Regions from separate parts of the Sus scrofa genome. Here all the other regions are linked to region 2. Evidence: chromatin contacts called from public HiChIP or PLAC-seq data. All regions are on one chromosome and are shown on one strand. The core of a region is the stretch at or near the end of the contact, and the rest is flanking DNA. Distances in the headings are between cores, read along the strand shown. Region 1 holds the start of HEPACAM2 (HEPACAM family member 2). Region 2 overlaps CALCR (calcitonin receptor). Region 3 has its middle 68 kb from the start of HEPACAM2. Region 4 overlaps LOC102163402 (a long non-coding RNA gene).

Region 1 (3,013 bases), core at 47-2,546, 310 kb before region 2:
GCGATCAAATAGAATTTCAGAGTTGTAAATAACCTCTATTTTAGTGTCCCCAAACTACAGTCACTTGCAAACCACTTTTATTATTTTTGCCATATCTGACCACCACCCATACTACTGTTTATCTAATATTTTTCATTAGTTAGGCACACTTTTAGCATTTCTTTAGTTGTCCTAAGACATATTTTTCAAACCACAGGTCTGTGTCTTATTTTTTTCCTAATAAACATTAATGAAAACAGATGCAAAATTTAAAAAATCATTAGTATCACACTTTAGGACCCACTCTTCAACACCATACATGAAACCCTTACTTAAAACATCTGGATAATCAGTCCTGTTTCTGCTTGCACATCTGCAGTAATCTTAGGCAAGTTGCTTAGTTACTCCATACTTTAGTTTCCTCATTTTGAAAATGGGTAAAATAGTACCATACCCAGAAGAAGGATGTGTGGATAAATGAGATACCATATGTAAAACTATTAGAGTTTTTGTCATGTAAGCTCTCAACAAATGTTAGCTATTACTGTTAGCTCTCAGTAGCTTTTTTTCTGGTATTCTCATAATTAGAAAGTTGGTTTTTAAATTGAACTCCAAACGACTCCCCTATTCCTTTCCTCACTTTAAATAAATTGCTGAAAGTTGAAAAGAGGATGCTCAAGTGACATTTATACTGGTTATTATTGTTATATTTTCCATCTTGCCTTTCCTTAGATGACACAGGTGGCAAACTGATAGGTGGGTGTTAAAGCCTGTGGTTTTGGTGTTCTGCAGTGGATGCCAACACTAGGACTGAGGAAGAACAGTCCTAACTCTGGACAGCGGCCTACTGGACAACGTGGACCACACTTTTCCTCAGGCCGGATCCAGCGCTACCTGGGGAGTGCTAAGTTCTCAGGTCACTTCTTGGAGCGTGCTTTCCCTAGCTTCCCCGTCCCTTCGCGTCAGCCTCTCGTCCTCCGACCCCGCCCCTCTAGACCAGGTAGGGTTTCCTCCATTTCACTCCTAGGGGGAATCGCGTCAGTTTGGTTTATAATACCGTCTTCTCAGTGTTTGTTCCTGTCGCTCAATACTTGGTCACCCAGTAGGTTTTCGCCTCGCCGAGGAAGAGCTACCTCAGGCCAAGTACCTCTTTAAAGACCGGCGACCATCGCCGTCACTCAGAGGAACAAGATTTGTTGGTTTAACCTCGGAGTCAGCTGTTTTGCGTGCCGGGAAATGTAGTACCTGGGCCTTCCTCTCACCTCCATTGCAGGTACCGGCGGGGGCCGGAAGACTGCAGTTCCCAGCATGCTCGAGGAAAGGAAGGAGACCCGGAGTTGGCAGCTCCACGTGACCACTCACTATGGCTTCCTTGTGTCGGGGCCAGCTGTATGGTGGTGCTGAGTGATTTGTTAATTCTCTGCGGCAGGGTATACCCTCGCGGTTCCGACATGCAAAAAATCAAATCTCTAATGACCCGACAGGTAAGTCGAAGGGGCTGAAGCAAAGGCCTCTTTCTCCGTTGGGAGAGGAACCGGGATGTTGTGTCCCTGGGCCGCGGCAGGCAGAGACCTAAGTTATAGGTGGTGGCAGGTGGCAGAGGCATTAGAAAGCCTGGGCACACTCTGGAAAGCTCAGACGAGCGGCCGTATTTGGAGCCCTGATCAGGCGGGTCCCGGTGACCCAGAAACATTTCTTTAGACAAGGTCAATGTGGGAGTCAGAGGCTATTTTTGCCTCTCCCCCCCCCGCCCCCGCTTCTCCCTTTTGCCAACTTTACAGTGACAGCCCTGTCTATCCTGCAGAGTTTCTTTTGTCCAGGCTGCCTGTAGGCTGTGAGCAGGTGGCCTGGGTAGGGAAGTGAGGTCTGTGTAATAGAGATGGCTGAAAAGAGTGAAAAAAGAGGATAATTTGAACATAGAATTGGTAGTTTTATGACTTTGAGCAAGTCCCTAAACCTAGTAGCTTTAATTTCCGGATGTGAAAGTGAGAATGATAATTATTTTTGTTCATCTTGTCTCACAGTTTTGTTAGGGGATTCATCAGTAAGTTAGTATATGCGAAATAATACTTTAAAAAAAATCCATGTCATGTTAAAATAATGATCTTTTATTTTTCGCCAGAATCCTAATTCATGAATAAAACCTTTGGCTCTTTTCTATCTCATTTCATAAAAGTTAGAGACTTCCTAATAATGTGTCAGCTTCTTTCATGTAAGAAGTGGCAGAAATGTACTTTTATGTGCTTTTTGATTATGGTTTGACTTTAGATACCTTTATTTCAACTCTTTTTACTACAATTGGCTATTCTTTATTATATTTATATGAGAGAAGTGTAATTTAGAGTTTTAAGTCAATGTGGTTTTGAGAACTTAGGAAAATGTGGAGGATAATCATTTAGTGAAAGGTTCATTTACGAGGTTTTTTTATTGTTGATTAAAAAAAAAGCCTGCAAGCTCCAAATTAAATTCTTATTTCCTAGTTCAGAATTGAGAGATATCCGAATAGGTTACACATTGTAGATCTCTGGTGAAGAATACAAGAATCCTATATGATTATTTTACTTCTGTCAAATTCTACTGTTAATATCATGAAAAAAAATAAAATTAAGAAGTCTGTGAATAATAAAAGATTTAAGTAAGTAGGTAGTAACATTTAGAAGCCCCTCATATTTGTTGAGTATGGGTTCGTACCTGAAGATGGGTTTGGGTCCTGCTCCATCCTGTAGTAGCTGTGTGACTTTGAGCAAGTTACCTAATTTTTTTCAGTATTTATTTTAAAGAAAATAGGAATGATAACATGTAGCTCATGGAGCTTTTATAGTGGTGATATTTATATGATATGATCAAAGTAAAGAGATTAAAAAAAGGGGTTAACACAGTTCCTGGGCCTTGTCAAGGAAGTCTGTGATCATAGAGATGATCTCAGTGGCTGCATTGATAGTGGGAAAGTGGGAAAAATTGGAAGCCAGCTGTTGCAGTAACTCAAACGATAGTTGATTTCCGGCTGAGTTTGGTATCCCTTTGATTTTTAAAA
Region 2 (2,756 bases), core at 60-2,559:
TAAGAAGCATAGAATCTGGAATCCTTCACTCAAAATGCAATCATATGATGGTTGGTGCTTTGTTGACCCTGGCCAGAAAATGCTGGGGCTGATATAAGGCAGGATGGTAGTGGGCTCGAAGTAGTCAAACTGAAAACTCTTGAATTATGGAAGAGAAGAGGAAGACAGTGTGTTAAAAGGGATGCCCGGGAGGTATTTGTGAGCTTGATAGCTAGACCAACAGCACCAGCATCATCTGGGAACTTAATAGAAATGTAAATACTCAGGCCCCACCTTAGACTAAACCAGAAACCCTGGGTGGGGCCAGCAATCCATTTCACTAAGCCCTCAAAAGGATTCTATTGCTGGCTAAAGTTTGAGAACTACTTCTTGAGTGTAGCAAGTGGAGATAGGCAGTTAAAAAAAAAAAAAAAAAGGACATCAACTTCCATGACATGGAATAAAAGAGTATAAAAGAGGAGTTGAGAAAATTATTTGAGAAAATATATTACTAAAGTAGCAAGTTGTAACTTTAAAAACTGGTAGGCAAATTAGGTATGTTTCTGTAGTACATTTTAGCAAGATTCACACACACAGTCTACAGGGCAGACCTGCTTAATTGGATGCTATCAAACTAAAACTTTTCTATTCCCTACTCCATGCCCTAAGACAACAAATCAGTTTTCCTGTTGGCTGCCCAGAGAACTGGGCTGATCAGTTTCCTACAGCTTGCCTCACAAGAAGCACCTTTCAACACACAGTATTGTGACTACAATTTAAAATATTGTATTATATACTTGAAATTTCCTAAGAAAGTGGATTGTCAGGATTCTTACTAAAAAAAAAAAAAAGATTTAAAAAAAGTGATGAGAATAAAAACAAAAAAAAAAAAAAAAAAGAAATGACTTCTACTCTCTGATGAGTTATGTACCAAGCAAGGCCTTTGCCCTTTTGGGGCTTAGCAAAATGACTTATTGGTATTAGTCAAGTTGATTATTTCATCTAAAATATTTTTATTACTTGAAAGAAACCTGCAAGCTTCAAAACTAAGTGCTGTGACTTCTTCCCCTTCTCACTTTTAGGAGCAGTGGTGAATTTCTGGCAAGATACCTGGGCACTTAAAAAATACATTTTGAATATTTCCACTCATTACTTTTAAAAGAGCAAGGCTAATCTTTCAACAAATATGTTGGTCTCTAAATATACATATTTTCAAGCCATTTTCCTAAAACAGTGAGATTCTCAAACATTATCTCATACTCTCACTGGTCTTGCTGTCTCTTGTACAATTCTTAACTTCCCTTTGGAGGTCCAGCCTTGTTATCGTCTCTGTCTGGTGGCTGACACACATGTGACAAGGTCTCTGCTGCAAAGCTGCATCCAAATCACAGGAAGATATGAAACTTAGTAACCCTTAACTGCTTTACGTTCAAGACATTTATTCTCACAACAACATAGTGTATGTTCAGTATACATATGTCTCTGAATATATTAGAAGCAGCTATTTAAGATCTAGATCACTGATGAACTGAAAACGAGAGATGGAACTCTAAATTAGTGTGTGCTATATTAAGAGAAAACCCCTCTGAAAGAAAAGAAAAGGAATTGGCTTTCCTTCCTCATTTGCTTGCTCAGGACTGAAATATGTCATACTTCTCCTTTCTCTTTAAAAAGACAGAACCTTCTTATTCTTTGGATTATGATGAAAACAAAGCTTTTGCCTAAGGAATCAGTGAAATGTCTACTTTTTTCTAATCTTCTATTGACAATTAAAGCTAGCTCTATTCGAGGGAGATAAAGGTGCTCTTCGGGTAATTTAAATAAAAAACAAACAACACACTGTATTAGTGTCATAATTTAGGAAGACATATCTGCTAATATGCACTTGTCACACAATGAGGTATTCTTTATAGAAATAAAAATCACAGGTCCACTTTCAAATTTTATCTTCTCATTAAACTGATGACCTTCAGCTACTGCCTCTTTTATACACTGCAAGATCTCACTTTTCATATCATCTAGTGATCTTTATAATTTCCATTCCCACTTGTATTCGTTTTAATGTTACTTTTATTGGATAGATATATACAATAAATCATTTTGATTTTATCTGATTTTCCTACTGAGAAGTTTATGTGCTGTGCCCATATGGACAGCATCATCTAAAACACATCTACAGAATGATGGAGGCACATTTAAATCAATGGGATTTTTCAGGTTTTTGCCATTATTGGATTTGTGGTGTGGGAGAGTGAAAAGTTTTGAGATTCACATAAAATTGTAGGTGAGGGGTAACCAAGAGAAGCTTTGGGATGGGAACAGAATGGGGATCAAGCCCCAACTTCAGCACTTAACTAAATAGGCTACTTTTGCTATCCATGCCCCCCACTCCAACTAGTGGTATTCATAAGTTCCTGAGACAGGGATTGGACCTGTGCCATAGCAGCAACCAGAGCCACTGCAGTGACAATGTTGGGTCCTTAATCCCCTGAGCCACAGGGGAACTCCACTCATGTTTTAATCTGAGTTTTCTCTTCTGTAAAATGAGGATCAAAATAATTATAAAATAGCAATTCCTAACCGTTGTATATCTTGTGTCATGCTGGGCACTTTTCCTACTTTATATAAAATCCATGAAATAATCCTTTAAGATAGATATAATTCCTTCTCTAAAGGAAATCGAGGATAAGAGAGGCCAACCAATACTAATAAGCAGTATACCCTATTGTACGTTTTAAAGTATGCACAGAATCAAGGAGTGTTGGGTGCAGATCAAA
Region 3 (2,700 bases), core at 136-2,635, 380 kb before region 2:
ATCACTTTTTTCATATCTGTTGCCAAATTGAAAAAATTTAATACCTGGTGTTGGGGAAGGTGTGGGAAAACAAGCTAACCCATATACTGTAGAAATGTAAATGAGAGAAATTCAGCAATGTTTCTCAAAACTATAAATATTTAAAATAAAGAAAAAAAAGACGAGAAAAAAACACAGGAGACTATGAAGATAGGCAAAATTTCTTAAGCAGGATATGAAAAGTGCTAATGATAAAGGAAATTTTTGATAAATTAGACCATACATATATATTGAGATCAAGTAAATGGAACTCTTATACACTGATTGTGAGGAGATGGAGATATATATATATATATATATATATCTCCATCTTGGAAAACTTTGTCTACTTAAGCTGAACATTCTGGTCTATTCAAGGAAGAAAAATGCAAGTGTCTACAAAAAGACATGTATAAGAATGTTCACAGCAGCTTGATTCATACTTACTAACTATGTTGATAACATCATGCCAAATGGACTTAGTGTACAGGAAATAATTTGGACTTCTTAGTAAGAAAAACATATGCCAGAAGGTGAAGATACACTGCAAAATCAGGGGTCTGTCACACTGATGAAAATTTTAGGGATCTCTTGGTCTGCAGAGTCTAGAGGAAGAAAGAGCTCTGCAGAAGATCCAAACCATGGTGTAAGGCCGCACAATCCTGCAGATCTCATAATGCTAGCAGTGTCCATTGTGGGTAAAAATGTTCCATGGGGTCCCTCAAAAGGCCTAAAAGGAGAGGCACATTATATGTTCCCCAGGATTCTTATAACAGCAGGGCTTTTGATTTCTGAAAAGAAGCCCTAGAGACTTCTTTTTTTTTTTTTTTTTTTTTTTGTCTTTTTGCTATTTCTTGGGCCGCTCCCTCGGCACATGGAGGTTCCCAGGCTAGGGGTCCAATCGGAGCTGTAGCCACCGGCCTACACCAGACCCACAATAACGCAGGATCCAAGCCGAGTCTGCAGCCTACACTACAGCTCACGGCAACGCAGGATCGTTAACCCACTGAGCAAGGGCAGGGATCGAACCCGCAACCTCATGGTTCCTAGTCGGATTCGTTAACCACTGCTCCACGATGGGAACTCCCCTAGAGACTTCTGACCACGTGATGTCAAATGACTCAGTTTTACAACCCAAGCTATGTGTTATCGGAGTCAATGAACCATGAGGTTAAGCTGGGCAACAGCACTCTTTCAAATGCTAGAATGGTACCTTTAGGTCATATCTCAGCAGGTCCAGAGGTCTCACGAGTAATCGAAGAAATGGCCCATCAGTCTCAGAAACAGGCCCAGAATTCCACATCATCTCTCTCAGTTGCACTATTGCCTCTCCCTCAAATTATACTTATGATGTCATGGGGATTTTTCATGACCAACTGAGAGAAAAAGTAGAAGATAAGGTTTGGTTCACAGATGAGTCAGCTCAATATATTGGCACTAACTAAAAATGAACTATTACCACACTAGAGCAACACTCAACAGTAACCTTGACAAAAAATAGTAAAGAGAAATCTGCCCAGTGGGCAGATAAAAAAAAATTTTATATGACCATATCAATTGAGTAAAGGCATTTGGCAAAATCCAACTTCTATTTATGATAAACACTCTCAGAAAACTAGGTGTAGTAGAGAAGTCTCTCTGCTTGTTAAGGAACATCTACAAAAAACCAAGAACTAATACGACTTAATGGTAAGAAACTGGATACGATTTCCTTGAGATCAAGAACAAGGCAAAGATGTCCTCTCTCACCACTCCTATCCAAAGTTGCATAGAAGTCCGAGTTATTGAATTTACTAAAAAAAATGGTACATAGATTGAGTAAAGATAAATAAATCTCTTAAGACTATTGAAAGTAATAAGGCATTATTGCTGTAACGTAGACTAGAGGTAATGTTGACCTGGTTTGATATGGTGGTGGAGATGGAGCAAAAATGGATTTAAGAGGTAGGAAGTAGAAGCAACAGAGCCTGGAGATGGATTAAATGTACATGGTGAAGGAGAGGGAAACATCAAGGATGATCTTTAGCATTTGATTTGTACAGTAAGATTGGTGTTGGGACCATTTATAAGACTGAAAGAGGCCACAGAGAGGATAAATTTGGAAGGAAGAATCGTGAGTTAGGTTTTGGTTAAACAGAGCTGAGATACCTTAGATGTCTCTAAAAAATGAAGAAATATATGTTTTTCAACTGTATTCCTGGAACTCAGAGGAAAAGTACTGTCTTAGGGTTTGTCAATCATTTGCATATAGGTGGTAATTGAAAACATAGCTATAAAGAATTGCTTGGGAAGAGATTAAGGAGTGAGAAGAGGGTCAAAAACTGAGCTAGATATTTAATGGCCAAGAATAGGAGGATGAGCTGCAGAAGAAACAGAGAAAAGTCTAGAGAAGTGGGGGAAGCCAAGAGTAGTGAGTGTTTCAGGAAGGAGGCATTGGTCAATAGTGTTGACTACTGTTGAGACATGACAATGAATACTGAAAAAAGTCCATGTTTAGTAGCCTGGAGGTCACTGGTGATTTTACAGAGAGCTCTTTTAATAGAGTGATAGGGGTACATACCAGATTGGAGTGAGTTAAGGACTGAATAGGAGGTATGAAAAATTTAGAAATTAAAAAGCTTGACTGTGAGGTGAGAGATGGATATAAGATTATAGTTTGCTAGAAGTGAAGAGGTAGAGGGT
Region 4 (3,120 bases), core at 256-2,755, 500 kb after region 2:
CTTGAAACCATGCTCCATAGAGTTAACAGAAGTGATAACTAATAGAAATTCTTGAACTTGACTTACAGAATAACAAATAAGGCAATCCCCCTTTGCTTGTAAATGCCTCTGCTTGTAAACTGCCTTCATTGATTAAGTTCACTTTAGTTTTTTCTTTCTTTCTTTCCTCTATTTAATTGCACATCTTCCTAGCTTCACACAGCCCAGTTGTTTCATAGGAACTTGGAGTTAACTCCTGCCCTGTGCAGGCTGTCTGGGGACTGGTTGAGACCCCTGAGCCTAAAACAGGCCCTAAAACTGGGCCTGATGTCCAATGAATGGCCTTTCGATGTGAGGGCTGGGAACCCCACCCTTGGGTCATGCTAAGCACCTCCATGTTGAATGCACAAGGCCCAGAGCACCTGTGCAGGACAGCTGTTTCCTCCCCTTCCCTGCCTCCAGTCACCTTCCCTACTCCTAAGACCGTCCTGCTCATCCCATTAATATCCCAACCCCTTGACCTTCAGGGAGGCAGTTCTGGTATTTGTTCTCTCATCTCCTTGCTCGGCTGACTTGTGAATCAACTCGTCCTTGGCTGTAAACCCGTGCCTCTCAGCCTCTGGCTTGCTGCATGTCAGGCAAGCTAACCTGGTTATCACTAAACACAAGATTGGAAAGAAATGAGCACAACTGGTTCTTGTGAGCTGGTAAAAACCACTCTAACACAGCAGGGCTTCCAGACCATCTCTGCCCCTTCCAAGATGTGTTTTGTGAACCAAACCTTACTCTCTGGGTTTCTCTTTTCTCATCTGTACAAACTAAGAACTTAATCCAGACTAAAGTTTCCGAGTCCGGATGATAATAAAAAAAATTCTTGTCTCAAAGAAATTTAGGGAACTTTGGGTTCAACAAAAGAGACCAATTAGACAGGTTTCTTTATAACAGGACCCCTTAGATACTTTAATATGACTTTACTATTTTGACTCTGTCAGAGGAAGCTATAGTATTTAGCTTTTCTCAAATGATTTTTAAATGGCATGGCTGTTAACAATAGCCAGAACTCTGTACCAGATGGTGTTTTGCAGCTTTAAAATTGAAAGAAAGGAAGGACGGTAGGAAGGAAGGCAGCCTCAAAACGTACCAGCCTCTCGCCCACTCCTACCAGCCAAGCAAATCCCTCACTTCTGAGTTAAGGGAGCTAACCTTTGTTGAGAGCTTACTCAGTGCTGCCTGTGAAACTCACCTATACAAGGTTTTCTACTTTAAAGCTGACAACTTTTCTAAAAAACAGGAATTGTTTTCTTCTATCCAATTTCCAGATTAGAAACCCGAGCCTCACTCAGGGTCACAATGTGTTTGAAGTGAAGGAGGCAACTAATAACTGCCGATCAAAAAGTGCCTCTCCCAAAGACCCTACTTAGAACAAAAGGAAAGCTACATTATAGATGGATAATCACTTCAGAATCTGTAGGTGGAGATCTATTTTAGCAATAGTGACACCTTGTGGCCATGTCTGCCTCAGCTTGGTAGCCACAGAGACCGAAAGGGATGCTTTCCTGGGCAAGTCACCCCTGAGAGCAGCGAAACAGTCGCAACAGGAAGAGAGTCCTGAGAATGTTGAAAGATCATTTTGTCATTTCAGAAATAACCTGAGATTAAAAGAATCAGAGCCATCCTTTCTTCCCTTTTCTCCTCTTCTTTTCTGATTCCTATGATAAACCAAGAAGCAAATATGTTTGCTTTTACATCATACCCTACCCATATCCCAAACAAAATGGAACATATTTTAAATGCATGGATAACACTTTGATGTCATTAAAAAACACTAATGGGCTGTATTTAATTTCAATGGGACTTTCATATTCTGGGAGGCCCTCTGTGTATCCCTTTCTTGTGTTTTCAGAGAGATTGCAAGATGCTTCTTAATGAGATGGAAAAACAGACACATTTTTTCTAAAGCAGCCAAAGTGATGTTAGGTTCTTAGAAGATAGCAGGGTTATTGTCAAGTCATTTAAAGAAATGTCTGGAGGGAAATCTTACTAAGATACAAGGGAAGATAAGAGAGCCAAATCTGAACAAGCTGGCGGAGAAGGTGAAAAAAAAAAAAAAAAGACATTTTATCACCCTTTTATTATAAAACTAAAGCCATGCACTAGATCCTCAGACCTTCAGGGAAGCCAAAACACTGTGGAAAGTTCCATTTGGGGCAGTTAAAGAGGAGAGAGTTGAAGATGCACGTGAGCTTGATGCAGATTTTTAGGGGGTGGTGGTGAGGTGAACGAGGAAAGGTTTACATTTTGCAGAGGCAAAATACGAAGGTGGAAAATGAACATTTTTGACTCACACTTATGTCATGTTGCAACCACGTTGACTCTCAGAGCTTCTGTTATGCCAGGCACAGAGAAGAGAGGGAGTCAGGAGAGCCATACAGAAGACCAACTCCAAAGCACTTGGGTGTATGGAAAACCTCGATGACCCCCCCATGCCCTGTCCCCTTAGTCTGTGAGGATAAGGATGGCATGGGGAACTTAGGGCAAAGGAAAGGGGAAACAGGACACAAAGGAATGGGGCAAAGGTTAGAAGTGAAAAAGTTAGGAGAATGAGAGGAAGGGAAGGAAGCAAGAAGAAGAGGTTTCCTTAGCAGTTAGGGGACCAATAAGCTATTTTTAGCTGGGAAATCTTATTCTCAAGGACCTGTGTGGAAATCCCCCCTCAAAATGCCTGGATGAGGTGGGAGTCAGTGAGCACAGGAAAGTTAGGCAGAGATTATATGACCCTGGACTTGCACATATATATATGTGTATACACACACACACACACACACACACACACACACACACACACACACACACACATATATTTTTTTTTCTGACCAGAATGTTCTCCCAGCCCTCATCCCTGACTCTCCAGCAGCACTTCTCGTGACTAGTAAGCCCTTTCAGATTCACACCACTACACATCTCTTCTCCATAATCACAGCTTACAAACACTGCGTGTCAGACATGCATGAGGTACTCACTGGGTGAAGAGGCAGGAGGAAGGGCAGCAGAGGAAATTCTCTGCAGACGCCCCTTTATAACACAGTTCGGCATCTCTCTTGCTATGCTTACTGTTGGTTTTGAAAACAGTAGTAATAGACC

What was found. HiChIP or PLAC-seq counts read pairs in DNA pulled down with a chosen protein or histone mark.
Region 1: an H3K27ac HiChIP or PLAC-seq map of alveolar macrophages shows a contact between it and region 2. The contact joins the promoter of HEPACAM2 here to the enhancer-like site in region 2. A contact is called at or near these places in 1 of 5 promoter capture datasets (liver), 14 of 47 Hi-C or Micro-C datasets (alveolar macrophages, embryonic fibroblasts, epiblast stem cells and 9 more) and 2 of 2 datasets of contacts at active chromatin or transcription factors (alveolar macrophages and skeletal muscle).
Region 3: a contact with region 2 is called in an H3K27ac HiChIP or PLAC-seq map of alveolar macrophages. The contact joins two enhancer-like sites. A contact is called at or near these places in 1 of 5 promoter capture datasets (liver), 8 of 47 Hi-C or Micro-C datasets (embryonic fibroblasts, heart right ventricle, liver and 4 more) and 1 of 2 datasets of contacts at active chromatin or transcription factors (alveolar macrophages).
Region 4: a contact with region 2 is called in an H3K27ac HiChIP or PLAC-seq map of alveolar macrophages. The contact joins two enhancer-like sites. A contact is called at or near these places in 1 of 47 Hi-C or Micro-C datasets (embryonic fibroblasts) and 1 of 2 datasets of contacts at active chromatin or transcription factors (alveolar macrophages).

What each region holds. Positions count from the first base shown.
Region 1 is chr9:73,073,576-73,076,588 of Sscrofa11.1, forward strand. It overlaps HEPACAM2 (HEPACAM family member 2), which reads right to left and starts at 1,297. Exons shown (of 10, transcript XM_021102395.1): 1 at 1,242-1,297. VPS50 (syndetin) reads left to right here and starts at 1,303. Exons shown (of 28, transcript XM_021102384.1): 1 at 1,303-1,463. The coding sequence starts at 1,371.
Region 2 is chr9:73,385,627-73,388,382 of Sscrofa11.1, forward strand. The region is part of intron 1 of CALCR (calcitonin receptor); the gene reads right to left. Among named protein-coding and RNA genes, the nearest start is that of CALCR, 16 kb to the right of the region's middle. Within about 2 kb of position 1,310, at least 2 of the 83 cell types and tissues checked have an H3K27ac peak or open chromatin away from gene starts, as enhancers often do. A contact at or near this core is called in alveolar macrophages, where this site is marked.
Region 3 is chr9:73,005,711-73,008,410 of Sscrofa11.1, forward strand. No RefSeq gene overlaps it. Among named protein-coding and RNA genes, the nearest start is that of HEPACAM2, 68 kb to the right of the region's middle. Within about 2 kb of position 1,386, at least 3 of the 83 cell types and tissues checked have an H3K27ac peak or open chromatin away from gene starts, as enhancers often do. A contact at or near this core is called in alveolar macrophages, where this site is marked.
Region 4 is chr9:73,883,821-73,886,940 of Sscrofa11.1, forward strand. The region is part of intron 3 of LOC102163402 (a long non-coding RNA gene); the gene reads left to right. Among named protein-coding and RNA genes, the nearest start is that of BET1, 93 kb to the left of the region's middle. Within about 2 kb of position 1,506, at least 16 of the 83 cell types and tissues checked have an H3K27ac peak or open chromatin away from gene starts, as enhancers often do. A contact at or near this core is called in alveolar macrophages, where this site is marked.